Linked DNA regions of Mus musculus: region 1 is linked to region 2. The links are chromatin contacts, called in public HiChIP or PLAC-seq maps. All regions are on one chromosome and are shown on one strand. The core of a region is the stretch at or near the end of the contact, and the rest is flanking DNA. Distances in the headings are between cores, read along the strand shown. Region 1 holds the start of 5730405A17Rik (a long non-coding RNA gene). Region 2 holds the start of 1700001D01Rik (RIKEN cDNA 1700001D01 gene).

Region 1 (6,204 bases), core at 2,450-4,949, 140 kb after region 2:
TACAGGTCTTGTCAAGTGTCTGCAGGTCTGATACCCATCCCAACCTAAATTAAGTGCTCCAAAGAGTCTCCAAAGGCAACAGCTGTAGAAAGGTGTACCACAACCTACTCAGAGAGATACCTTTTCAAGCATTGCTCAATGAATTTTAATGTTCAAAACAACTCAACAGCTTCCCCCCCTCCCCAGGGGAAAGCTAAGCATTAATTGGCCCCCATTTAAGAAGCTATGCAAGGATTTATTTATAAGGGGCAGCTTTCTTGTTGTTAGTCATGGGGTTCCATTTCAGCTGTCTTCACTACAATATACTGTGAATGGTTCAAGTTTGAAATGCCCGAGGGCAAACTCCTTCTCTTTCCATCCAATTATCTCCTCCTTCCAGTCCCTCTCACCCATCCTCCCCACCCTTGATTCAAAGCCTGGGAGCTGTCTCAATTCTCTGGTCTCATTTGCTTTGGAGATCCTGTAATTCACTAAAATCTAGAGTTGCTCCTAAAGATATTTCATGTATCTGTTAATTCTAATTCCACTGCCATTATTCAAGTTGAGGTATTTTACACCTTTTTGGTTTAACTATTGCAGCAGATTTCTGCCTCTCACCTTCTTCTAACCCATTAGCCATATCAGAGAAATCTTCTCTAAGGAGGATTTTATGTGATCCTGCTCAGCATAAACTCTTTGGTTCCCAAATCACCTTTCAAAGACAAATTTTTGCTGTGGATTATTGTTGTCTTCCACAATCTTTATATACCCTCCTCTCCAAACACTTACCCTGCTAACTCATGTGCCAGGGGAATGGAGCCCTGTTTACCCCACTTCACTGATCCTGCCCTGAGCAGTATCTTACTCTGCCTCCCAAGATGGCCTCAAACTCATGGCAACCATCCTGCCACATCCTGCTGAGTGCTAGAATTACAGGGGTGTGTAGTCATGACCAGATTCTTGTTTAATTAGTCCTTCTGTCTGAATCTCTGTTATCTTCATCCATTAAATTACCTAATCCTGAGGGACCCTAAGGGCTTTTCCAGTCCCACACCCTCCTTACAGCTTCCCCCTCCCATCTGGAGTTAAGGCTAGGCCAAGTTCCATTATCTACCCTTGGGAACATTCTTGAGTAAAAACTTCTCAGAAAAACTGCAGAATGTCCTGACTGATAGCCACCTGACACTCTGGAAAGTCCCAGGTGAAGTTCAAATGTATGTCATGCTTGCTAGCCAATAGATTTAAAGGTCAGTATGCCTAGCCAATAAGTTTGAACTATAACCTTGCTTATGTAACCTATGCCCCTAAAAGGTGTAAAAACTGCTTGTAATAGCCATTTGGGATCATCTTCTAGCCACTCGCCTTGAGGGATTAATTGAAGGTAGACCCAGATGTGCTGGAAAAGAAACCTCTTGCTTTTGCATTGATTTTCATCTTGGTGTCTCACTTAGGGGGTGTCTAGAAGTAAGTACCACTGACTGAGGGTCAGGGTCTTACAACCTTAATGGGTACCTAATGTAAGCCGGATTGTAAGATACAGTCTATGGTACAACAGAGAGCAAAGCAGAAGTTATGCTTGTTTATGCAGACCATGCGACCTAGCAGAGAAAACAAGAGTAAGCAGACAATTGACATGCCAGGCTGCACCAGAAGTACTAAACAACTGAGACCAGAAGTATTAAGACAACTGAGACAAATGTCGCAGGCTTGGAGGTATTCCACACAAACTTCACAGGGAAACAGATGCCCAAGGCATGAGTTAGTCTTCCTGACAGTTAGCTGGGTAAAGAACTTGACAGCAGATAGAGCTGCACTTCTCACACTCCGCCCACTCCTTTGCACCCACACAAATACCTTCGTGACTACACAGGTGCACTTCTGTGATAGCACAGACTCAAAGTCACACTGATCTAAATTCCAACCACAACCCTGCCACATGCTACCCATATCAATGACTATAAAAGATAGTCAGTCTTGCCGGGAGTCAGTTTCCATACTTGCAAAGACACTAGCTCTATTATCACAGAATCCGCTCACTCAATAAACATTTATAAAGTGTAAAATGCTCTTCGTGGTGACGAGAAAAACCATGAGGAAAAGGCTGGAAACCCGAATATGATATTAACAGTTTAATGGTGGGGGTAAGAGAACAAATATATACACTGTAGAACAAAGTTGATGGTGGTTCATCCTCTGGAAAAAGTGAATCAATCAGACAAGGAATATAGAGTGCAACGCAAAGAGTTTCCATTTACTCATTTGTTTCTTTATCCTTTAAGGTATTTGCTTGTTTAAATAAATGGTATTGAAAGTGTTCCATCCACAGATCCTGTTCCAGGGCCCGGGGATATCGCAGAGAATACCTAGAGAAACCCTTGTCCTTACTGAGCATGCACTCTGATAGAAGAGGATCAGAAACAAGAGGGAAGGAAAGGAGGGCTGTTGAAAAGTAGAGAAGCTGGCGTTGATCAGGGAGATGGGGGTGGGGGTGGGGGAGGAAATGAGTGGGTGTGGTCGAGTAGAAAAGCCAGAGTTGCCTAAAGAGGTGGGGGAGGGCTGGAGAGATGGTTTAGCAGTTAAGAGCACTGACTGCTCTTCCAAAGGTCCTGAGTTCAATTCCCAACAACCACATGGTGGCTCACAACCATCTGTAATGGAATCCGATGCCCTCTTCTGGTGTGACTGAAGACAGCTACAGTGTACTCATATAAATAAAAAAATAAATTAATTTTTAAAATTAAAAAAACAAAAAAGGAGGTGGGGGAAAGGTCGCCCATTTGGAAAAGTGCCCGCCATGCAAACCCGAAGACCTGAGCTCAGATTCCAAGAACCCATGCAAAAAAACAGGCACAGAGGTTCACATCTGCAACCTCAGCCTGTGGGCGGGGCTTCAAGACAGGTCAGAAGTATTTTGTGATGGTCACTCTTGACAATTACCTTGCTGGGATTTAGGGTCTCCAAGGAAATGCATCTCTCAGTATCTGTGATGAAACATCACAGATGGACATATGGATGATGTCTGACTAAGGAGGAAAGACTCACCGTGAGTCTGCTGAAGACTGTCCCGTGGACTAACTGGAGGAGTGCATGGAATAGAAGAGGAGGAGAGCAAGCTGAGCACCAGCGTTCACTTCTCTCGCCCTCTGGACTGCGGATGCGGTATAACCAACTCTCACCCTTGCACCACAATACCTTTCCTTCCCATGGTGAACCCTATCATTTCTTTATCCATTTTAAATTGTTAGCCAGAATAAACACTTCTTCATTTGCACTGCTTCTTGTCAGGTCACAACAATGAGAAAACTAATATATATACTTACAGAGACTGAGGAAGGAAAACTTGAAAGGAATAAACGAGAGGATGTTTGAGAAAGCTCCTGGCACAGTCCAGGGCCAAGGAAGCTCAGGTCAGCTCCATGATGGTTACAATCTCCTACATTCCAGCAGCAGCAGGGGTGGCGGAGTTGGGGGAAGGGAGATGAAGGTTGTGACACCCTCCCTCTGGAGGGAGGCTGAACCTTGTTCACTGCCGTTGCTGAACTGTTTGCTTGAATGCATGAGAGAAAGAGAGACGCTATAATCAGTCACAGAAACTGCTCCAACCAAACAGCTTCTCTTTCTTCTTCTCTTCCAAGGAACAGATCCTGGCCAAGAAACCCTTGCAATTGGTGGAGTGTTGTATGCTTCACCCTCTGGCCAACTGTTAACACACTGTGGCTCTGCTCCAAGTGTGGCGCACCTGCCGCAGAATCTGCAAGGACACTGGCAGAATAGAGATATCTGGACTCTTTCCCAGCCCCTCTCATTCTGAATTTCTAGTAGGGGAGAGACTGGGATCATTCTGTAACAGACTCGTTCACCTGAGTTTTTAGATTTAGGCACTACTGACACTAAAGAAGATGCCCTCTAATTGACGTTTTCCCTAAGAGTCAGATAATTCCTGGCCATGATTTGGTGAATTACAACCACTCTGAAATTTTATGATAATGTGTGCTCATCACCTCATCAAAGTGCTCCAGTTGACTTAGACCCCAGCTGGTTCAGATCGCCACACGCATTGTCAGGTGAGTGTTTCAGCCAAAGGCCTTCTGCCAAATACCACTCACTTGAACTTGTTTGCAGCTTTAAGCAGTCTGAGGGAACACATTCATGCTGGTCCCCTTCTTACTCTATGGGCTTCCAAACAATGAGTACAATTCCATCCAACATTCTCAAGAAGTAGGGCAGCACACATGTTCAGGATACTGATGCAAGGAACTCTGTTTCTTTGCACAGTTTCAAGTAGGACTAAACTCCACATGCTGCCTTTTGGCAATATTCTTTTCAAGCCTTTACAGCCTGTGTTCCCATGCTACTAAAATGCCAGCTCCGTGGGGGCAGTGTTAGTGTCTTCCACCATTTTCTCCCCAGAGCCTAGAAGAGGGTCAAACACACAGTAGTCATTCTTGATAAATGGATAAATGGATAAATCCATTCCACTTCCTGAAACAAAGAGCCAAATTTGCACGCATCTCCATCTGTGGAGCATCACTGTTTCCTGTAGTTTACTTCTGCATTCTTCGGCCCACCAGTTAACTACCCCCTATATAAATCTGTGCAGTCTTCACTTTACATATAACTTTCTGGTGACCCCATAAAAAATTGGCAGAAATTCTCGGAAAGGATGATATTGTAATTGGTCTTGTGGGGGAATCCATGGAGGGATAAATTTCACATTATTCATGTTTCCAGATGGGCCTTAGTCCCCAGGGCAGTCATTCCAGAACTTTTTCTCAGCATTAACTTTACTCCAAGAAATATAAATACTGATTTAGGGCTTGATGGCCCCCACAAAGGGCTCCCCTGTCTTAGTGCAGGGTGGGAAAGAGGGTGGAAAAAAACGCAGCTGGGAAGTAGGGTGGTAGCCTGGGGTCCACAGAGAGGGCCCTGTGTGTGAGCAAGAGATTGGTCTGCAGGGTTTCTCTAGAGGATGAGACCCAAGGGTGGGAGGTGGTGGAAGGGGCAGAGAACTAGCTAGATGTAGACTTGTCTGTCCCATTGGCAGGCTGTAGAGCAAGTATCATGAGTATTGTATGGATGAACCACCTGTCAATCACAAAACCTATGGCTTAGGCAGGAAATGGGAGGTAGACCATCCAGGAAGAGATAGAATTCTGGGGTAAAACCAGGAGGGAGCTTGGCCAGAAAGATGTGATGAGACGGTTGTGTGGTACTTGAGCACAGGTAACCAGCCACGTGGCAGAATGTAGGCTAGAATAAATGGGTTATTTTAAGCTATATCTAGTCAGAGAAGAGCTTTGTTATATGGCCAAGATATTTGTAAATATATTTTGAGTGCAAGTCTTATTTCTGGGAGCAGGGGAATGGGAGGTAGACCCAAGTATAACTTCAAGAGCAGGCAGTTCTGGGAGCTGTGAGCAGCATGAAGCCTTGGATGCTGGCATGCTAAGGCTGGACTAGGTGGCCTTCCCCTCCTGCCCCTTCCCACTAAACAGTATCTAAACCCCGAGGCTAGCGTCTAAGGCTATACTGCTAACCCCGATGATCAATGACGGTGACAGATGTCATAAATTGATCTCCACTTCTGGGTGGTTAGAGTGCCATGCTGCTAAAGATAAATTGTAGTATCTGGAAATGCTCATTAGACTAATTTTTAAATTTTTCATATGTGTATGCACATGTGTGTGTGTGTGTGTGTGTGTGTGCGCGCGTGTGTGCGCGAGCACCTGCTACACCTATATCACAGTGGATGTGGAAGTGTTGGGTGCACTGTGTGAAGGTTGTCTTTGTATAATTCAATTGTTAATTTTGTACAGGCAGAGAGTAGAGTACTGGCTGGATTTTGGTACTGTTATTCTTATGGTTCCTCACCTGCCTCAGTATTTTATAAACATACTTCCTCACTCGCTGACTGATTTTAATAAAGAGCTGATGGCCATTAACTGGACAGGAAAGGGAAACTGGACTTCTGGTCTGAGAAGGTCTCTTGAAGTAGAATCAGGGAGGACGACAGAGGACAGAGGTGAAGGTGAAAGAAAAGCAGAGCAATAGCACATGGCCTGGAGAAACCGCAAGTTCTAAGGGGTCTCATAGATGGGGAAGATGGTAGTGTAGTGGTAGATCTGCCCAATCTAGGCGCACAGCATGTATTCATATTAATGGAGTTGTGGGCATATTTGGTTTGGAGATTTATTGCAACACTCAACTATTAGTTTCAGGGGCCAG
Region 2 (6,268 bases), core at 3,188-5,687:
AGGAGATAACTTTGAGGGTACTGTCAGCAGACCCCTGGCTGAGGTAGGTCACTGAGCTATGCAGCAAGCATAAACTTTACTGACCCATCCTAGATGGAGTTTCTGTGTGGCATACAGAAGGACCACTAACCAATGTTTGGAAGCTCTGCCATTTATAGAGGGGAAGGTCTCTGTAATCCTATCCCTCCCCATGGTGGTCTCTTGGTACACACTCTCCCTCCCCATACCCCTCAGTGGTGCATGCTGATACTCAATTGGCTGCTCTTTAACAAGTTCCTGAAAGCATTCAGTCTTGGGAGGCTTTTCTTTAGATGGCCTCATAAATGTTGCTCTTGCTGGCTTTCCCAGTTTATCATTGGGTAGCCTTTCAAAAATATTAACTGGAGCTGGGGAGAAGGTAAAGTCCTTGCCCTGGGTACATGAAGACTTGTTTGATCCCAGATGTCATGTAAGCAACCACATGTGGTGGTGTGTAGTGGTGTATACTTGGGGAGATGGAGACAGATCCCTGGAGCTCACTAGCTAACCTGCCTACCCTAAAGTCCTAGTGAAGAGACTCAGTCTCGAAAGAACAAGATGGATGTCTCCTGAGACGTGGTACCTGAGACTGACCTCTGGCTTCCATGTGTACACACGACACTTTCCCCAAAGACAAAAATGTGAGTTGGGTGTGGTAGCATATGCCTTGTAATCTGAGCTAGCCAGGAAGCTGAGGCAGGAAGATTGTGAGTTTAACCAGTCTTTCCAACAAAACAAAGCAAAAACTGAGTATAGTTGTCTTATAGTGTTGACAGCGAGGGAATGAGCATATGTGAGAGGCCTGGAATAGCTGGAACGTGAATGGTCCTGACAGGCCGTAGCTTCTTTTTCAGAGATCATTCTGCCAAGACAATGTCAGGTGTCAATTAGATGGGTTAGCTTCTCTCTCTTGGCAGGCTGTGTGTTTTGTGTGTGCTTGTTCTGGTTAAGAAGTTCTTTATTGTTGTTGTTGTTTTTGAGACAGGGACTTACTATATATCCCTGAGTGGTCAGGAGCTAACTCATTATATAGACCAGGCTGGCCTCGAACTTGCAGCAGTTCTCCTGCTTCTGCGTCCTGAGTGCTGGGATTACAGGCGTGAGTCACCATGTTGGACTAGGTTAGGCAATTGTTTAAATGCTTTTAGAATTGCTTCCCCTCCCCCCCCCCCCCCTTGAATCAAAAACCATTTTCATTCTACACTGATCTGGTGCGTTGGTAACTTCTGAGAAAGGGGAAGACAGGATTAGTCCAGTGGGTACATCAGCCCCTCTCAGACTTCTTGTGAGAAGATACACTGGAGGACTTTCCCGGACAGGTGAGTGTTTGTCAACACTTGGACGAGATGGGATGTCTTAAAACTCACCCCAGAAGGATGCTGCTTTGCTTTCCTCCTTAGGGCTTTTCCTTTGACATGCCTGGAAATTCGCCTGCGTTTCTCAGTGATTTGATCTTATTTTCCCTAACTCAATTATTAAGAGAGAAGAGATAGTGGCTTCAGAGCATTCCCCAGGCTGATTACCGTCTTAGCAATGGGATTACAAACCCATAAACTAGTTTCCTTGATAGACATCTCACAAGCCATTTCTGTTTCTCCGGAGATGCACATGTGGTGTTAATTTTTGACCCGATTCGTAGGACCTCTGATACCCTGACACACAAAGAACAGTCACAGGAAAGCTAGACTTACTGGCATTAACTTTTTTATTGCTCTTGCCAAAGGAATACTGTGTACTGGATCTGACTCCGGTTTCAAAACAAATGTCAAAAATTTAAAACACTGGACTTAGTGGAACGTAAATAGTGCATTTAATGAAGCAGTTTCCCGGGGGCTCCCTCATTACCCTGTCCCATCAGGTAACTCCATTGCTGGTAATGTCCCACGTTAGTGTAGGATTCCTCCCCTGCCATAGCTCTCTGATTGACGTGGAGGGGAGGTGATTGACCTGGAGGGAGACACTTCACTCCCTTGGAAAGTTTTTTCAGCCAGCGGGTCAACTTCTTAATTCTAAAGAAAATGGTTTAAATGAGAGAAAGGAGAAGTAATGAGCCCATCTTATCGTGAGCCCTACCCCAGCTGCCGTAGGAAGTCGAGCTCTCTGACACCGAGGAGGCATCTACTGTTAACTGTCAGAATGTGATGTTCTTCATTCTCCACTCTTAGTGCATGAAATGCAGATCTTAGCTTGCTCTGGGTTGTTGGAGGAAAGAGATACTGTGTTATTTGGTCATAAAAGTATGCTGTTTTGATTGGGGCGGGGGGGGGGTGTGCGTGATAAAACCTTGGCAGAAAATGTGATTTAATGAAATACATGTTGGAAGTTTTGTTGATGTAGTTTGATTAAAAGAAGATGTGCACCTCAAAATTTAAGCGAAATGGTAATTAAAAAAAGAACCCTGCAGCATTTAAGACCCTTGAGCCGATGTTAAGGGGACGGAGGGGAACCACGCGGGGAATATAGTGTTACCGTTGGAGAAGCTAATTCTTTCCTGAAGAGCATGCTCTATGTGGGGTTGGTTTGTTTTGCTTTCCTGTCTCATTTGATCATCCACCGTGAAGTTTTACTTCTCCTCTGAGTTCCCTTTTCCTCAGAGCCTGTCAGGGTGAAGTAAGTTAGAGCGAGGGGACTGGAAGGTATTTTCTGAATGTCTCCCGTGTGCCAGGAGTATGCTGGCCACTCTCTGCACAACAGAGCTGTGGCCTCAAAAGTATTAATTTCCTACTTGGCAAAAGGCCACCACTCACGGTCATAGACCTCAGTCAGTGCAACCAGATCCTAAACCCTACCTGTTGAGCACCAGGGCTGTATTCTGTTTTCCGTGGGGTGTCCCTCGGTGTGTGATTTCATAGAGTCATGGAACTCTACTGGGAAGAGGGGAAGAGCCTGCCGGAGAGTGAATCTCTTCACTAGCGCTAAGAAACTCTGGAGGGTTGGAGATGTAGCTCCATTGGCAGAGTGCTTTTCTAGCCTATGTGACACACAGGGAAATGGTGGCAGAGACCTGCAATCCCAGGGATGGAGGCAGGAGGATCAGAAATTCTAGACTATACTTGGGTTTGAGGCTAGCTCAGATTCTGAGATCCTGCTTCCAAGAGGGGTGGGGGCGGGACCGGGACCAGTCATTCATTCAGGAAATCTTTTCTGTCTTTCTTCTCAAGAGCCATCTCCCTAAAGAGTTCAAGGGAATGAGCATTGCCATCTAACTATAGTCTGTTTCATTTCCCTTTTATTTATGTTGTCTTTTTGCTTGGAAAGTGTACACCTGTCCATGTTTCAGGTTCCTTTCATTGAGGGCACCATTAGCATTTCTAACGGGAAGTTCACCAAACTTTACCTGAGGTGCAGAGTTTAAATCTTCCGATGGTAACACAGCTAAGTGATTCAAAAGGGCTAGGCTTCCCTTTTGCTGGAAACTGTTTCATGCTGTTGGTAGACGAAATTATTATTGTGGTTGTTTTTGTAGAAACAGACAGTTACCCAGGCATGGAATTATCGGATACTCTGGTTTCTGAAGGTGGATATTTACTTCCATTGTACTTTCAGAGGCTCAGACAATTGTGACTATGCTTTAAACCCAAATAATAATTATAAACAGGCTGGAAACTGAAGACTTTGATTCATTTTAATTTATTCTTTAGAAGGAGCTACAGATGAGACGGTACACTGAAATAGGACTGCCCGGCCTGGGCTTGAGTTCTCCTCCACACAGAGACCTACTGTTTAAGGCTGCTAAATGTGTACTCTATTTGCCTGGGTGTGTGGGCACAAGAGAAATAGAGAGGGCAAGAATCGAGGTTGATCTTGTGCCAGAAACCAGATCTCTGCTGAGGTTAGTAAGCACTGAACTGAAGCATCGGGTAAAGAAACGGTTCTTGTTAGGGTCCAGACACGAGTGCTAGTCCTGTCTCAGCATGAAGGACACTGTTTTGCACGAAGTAGCCCCCAACCCCCAGGCTTTGCAGAGTGAAGACAGAGATACCATCCATCCCGGCTCTTTGTTTGGGGAGTCAGAGAAGTCCTGGTGGACCCTCACTGTGTTTGCTTTGAGTTGGCGTTGGTCCCGTGCCAGGCTATGTATGCATCTGATATGCATCGTCTCATTGAATTCTCCCAGTGACCTTATGAGATGCCTTTTCATTTTTGAGACGGGCAAACCAGACCTGGAGAACATTGGCTACTATGTAACTCACAGCCAGTGGAGCCGGGCCCTGAACCCAAATTGATCTTAACCATTAGTGGCATTTGCAGTTTTGACCAGGATCCTGGCCACTCGGTTTTCCCCACTTGCCTGCAGTGATGGATGGAGAGCGTTGAACTTGAGACCTCGTCCTGAGCACTCGGAACAGTAAGCTTTGGTGCACTTTGGAAAGAATAAAATCAACAAACTGGCTCAGCTGGGAGATGGGAGCTGTGGGAGAAGGCAGCAGTGTTTTCTCTCTGACATCACAGGAAGTTACCATGGAAATGATTATGGTATTATGAATACAAAATTATAACTTTGAGCAGGAAATAAGCTGCCCGAGGAAGCAGAACACCGAGGAACAGCAACATCGTTGTCATGAAAATGTCTTTTAGGTTTTAGATGAACAAATTTAGCAACATGAGGTCTGAATGCCTGGTCTCTTTCAACATTCCCGAAACATCAGTGTTAAATTATTCTTTTAACTCTCTTGGTTTTGTTCCTACTTTCAGGACTTGTTGAAAGTAAAACAACTCCCATGTGTGCATGTGTGTTTGTAGTTTAGCAAATATTGTTTTTTAAAGATCCTCCTTGCCTCAGCCCCCGTTAAATCCCTCCTTCAAAATGTTCCCAGTGGAGATAAACTGTTTCCTGGCCTTTCCATCAACAGATTCACTTCAGAAGGAGTTAGGGCTGGCATTTGTTAATTGCCAAGGCCAACTGTAGCAATTGGAGGGGAAGGGTAGATAATAAAAACCCAAATATAACAAGAACGTCAGTTCCCAATTTCATGATCCCCATTACTCTTTATGAAATGTAATGCTTTCCAAAAATGTTTGTTTAGAAAATGCTGATCATATTTTAAAGCTTTCCACAGGAAAGATGTTTCAGGCTGCCAGCCATCAGAAGTGGCAACGTGCTAGATTAGAGTCCACCATTTTCTTATGTTTGGAAGTGTGATGCTTTTATTTGTTTGTTTGTCTGCCTGGTTCTTTCTTGCACACGCTGAAGACAGCTGTGCTGCTCTCTTAATGGTGGGATTTTACCTTGAAAGGACCAAGTGTTCCACACAGGGACTTCATAGCTGTTCTGGTCCACTGTGCTCTAGAGCCAGGGTTGTCAACCTTCCTGATGCTGTGACCCTGTAATACAGTTCATCGTGCTGTGACGACCCCACCCCACACACCATAAAATTGTTTTGTTACTGCTTCATAACTGTAACTTTCCTACCGTTATGGATTATGAAGTAAATATTCTTAGACTATTCTGAGATCTACTGTATCTTCTCAGTCTATGAATAGGAAGAAAAAGGAAAAAGAGCATTAGCATTAGAATTTTAAAACAGCGAGTGGGTGCGGGGAGGGTAGCTCAGTGGTAGGGTTTTTGCCTGGTCTCCAGCACTGCTAGAAAAATAAATAAGAAACAATAACATAAGTCGGTAAAAGGAGCACAGATATGTCATTGAACTGGTCACAGATGAGCAGTGCATCCCATGTTGGTCATACTTAAGATCCATGAATGGTAATGTAGGTTATATTTGAAACATACAATATGCTTCTACATCTGGGAAGCTACCGTTCAATTTCAGATCATCACCGATATCTGACATCACCGTCCTCTTTCTCCCATCCTTTGCCAGCTTGTGTTTATCATTTATTTGTCCCGTAAAAAGTTTATAGTCCGTTGTATAAGTGTGAAAAGTGTTTAAAAACAGTAACGCTAGCTGTTCCTATTTTTACAAAGTCCATTGTTATGTTTCCAATTTATCTGTGTTGCAGTGAGCATGGTTCCTGCCTACTGATGCATACATTTCTCTAACAACCTTTACTTTCATTTGTGGATTGTTTGGAAATGATTTACAGTTTCCCAACATATGGGAACCTAAAACGTCTTTTTGTATTATTGTTTTTTTTTTTAATTGCTTTGTGATTAAAGGACTTGGTCTATATATTATCTATTTTTGGAAACCCATTGAGAATTTTGTGGCTTACTGTATATTACGTTTAGAAAGTACATGCATGAAAATTATATTAAAGTTATATATGGCACAAGCCTGTAATCCTGGAA

The links. HiChIP or PLAC-seq counts read pairs in DNA pulled down with a chosen protein or histone mark.
Region 1: a contact with region 2 is called in an H3K27ac HiChIP or PLAC-seq map of regulatory T cells, with 2.0 times the contacts expected there. The contact joins the promoter of 5730405A17Rik here to the promoter of 1700001D01Rik in region 2. A contact is called at or near these places in 4 of 115 datasets of contacts at active chromatin or transcription factors (CD8 T cells, double positive thymocytes, embryonic stem cells and 1 more).

The regions. Positions count from the first base shown.
Region 1 is chr8:61,424,429-61,430,632 of GRCm38.p6, forward strand. It overlaps 5730405A17Rik (a long non-coding RNA gene), which reads right to left and starts at 3,700. Exons shown (of 4, transcript XR_001778559.2): 1 at 3,300-3,700. It also overlaps a transcript of Sh3rf1 not described here.
Region 2 is chr8:61,284,435-61,290,702 of GRCm38.p6, forward strand. It overlaps 1700001D01Rik (RIKEN cDNA 1700001D01 gene), which reads right to left and starts at 4,438. Exons shown (of 5, transcript NR_045475.1): 1 at 4,310-4,438. The region is part of intron 2 of Sh3rf1 (SH3 domain containing ring finger 1); the gene reads left to right.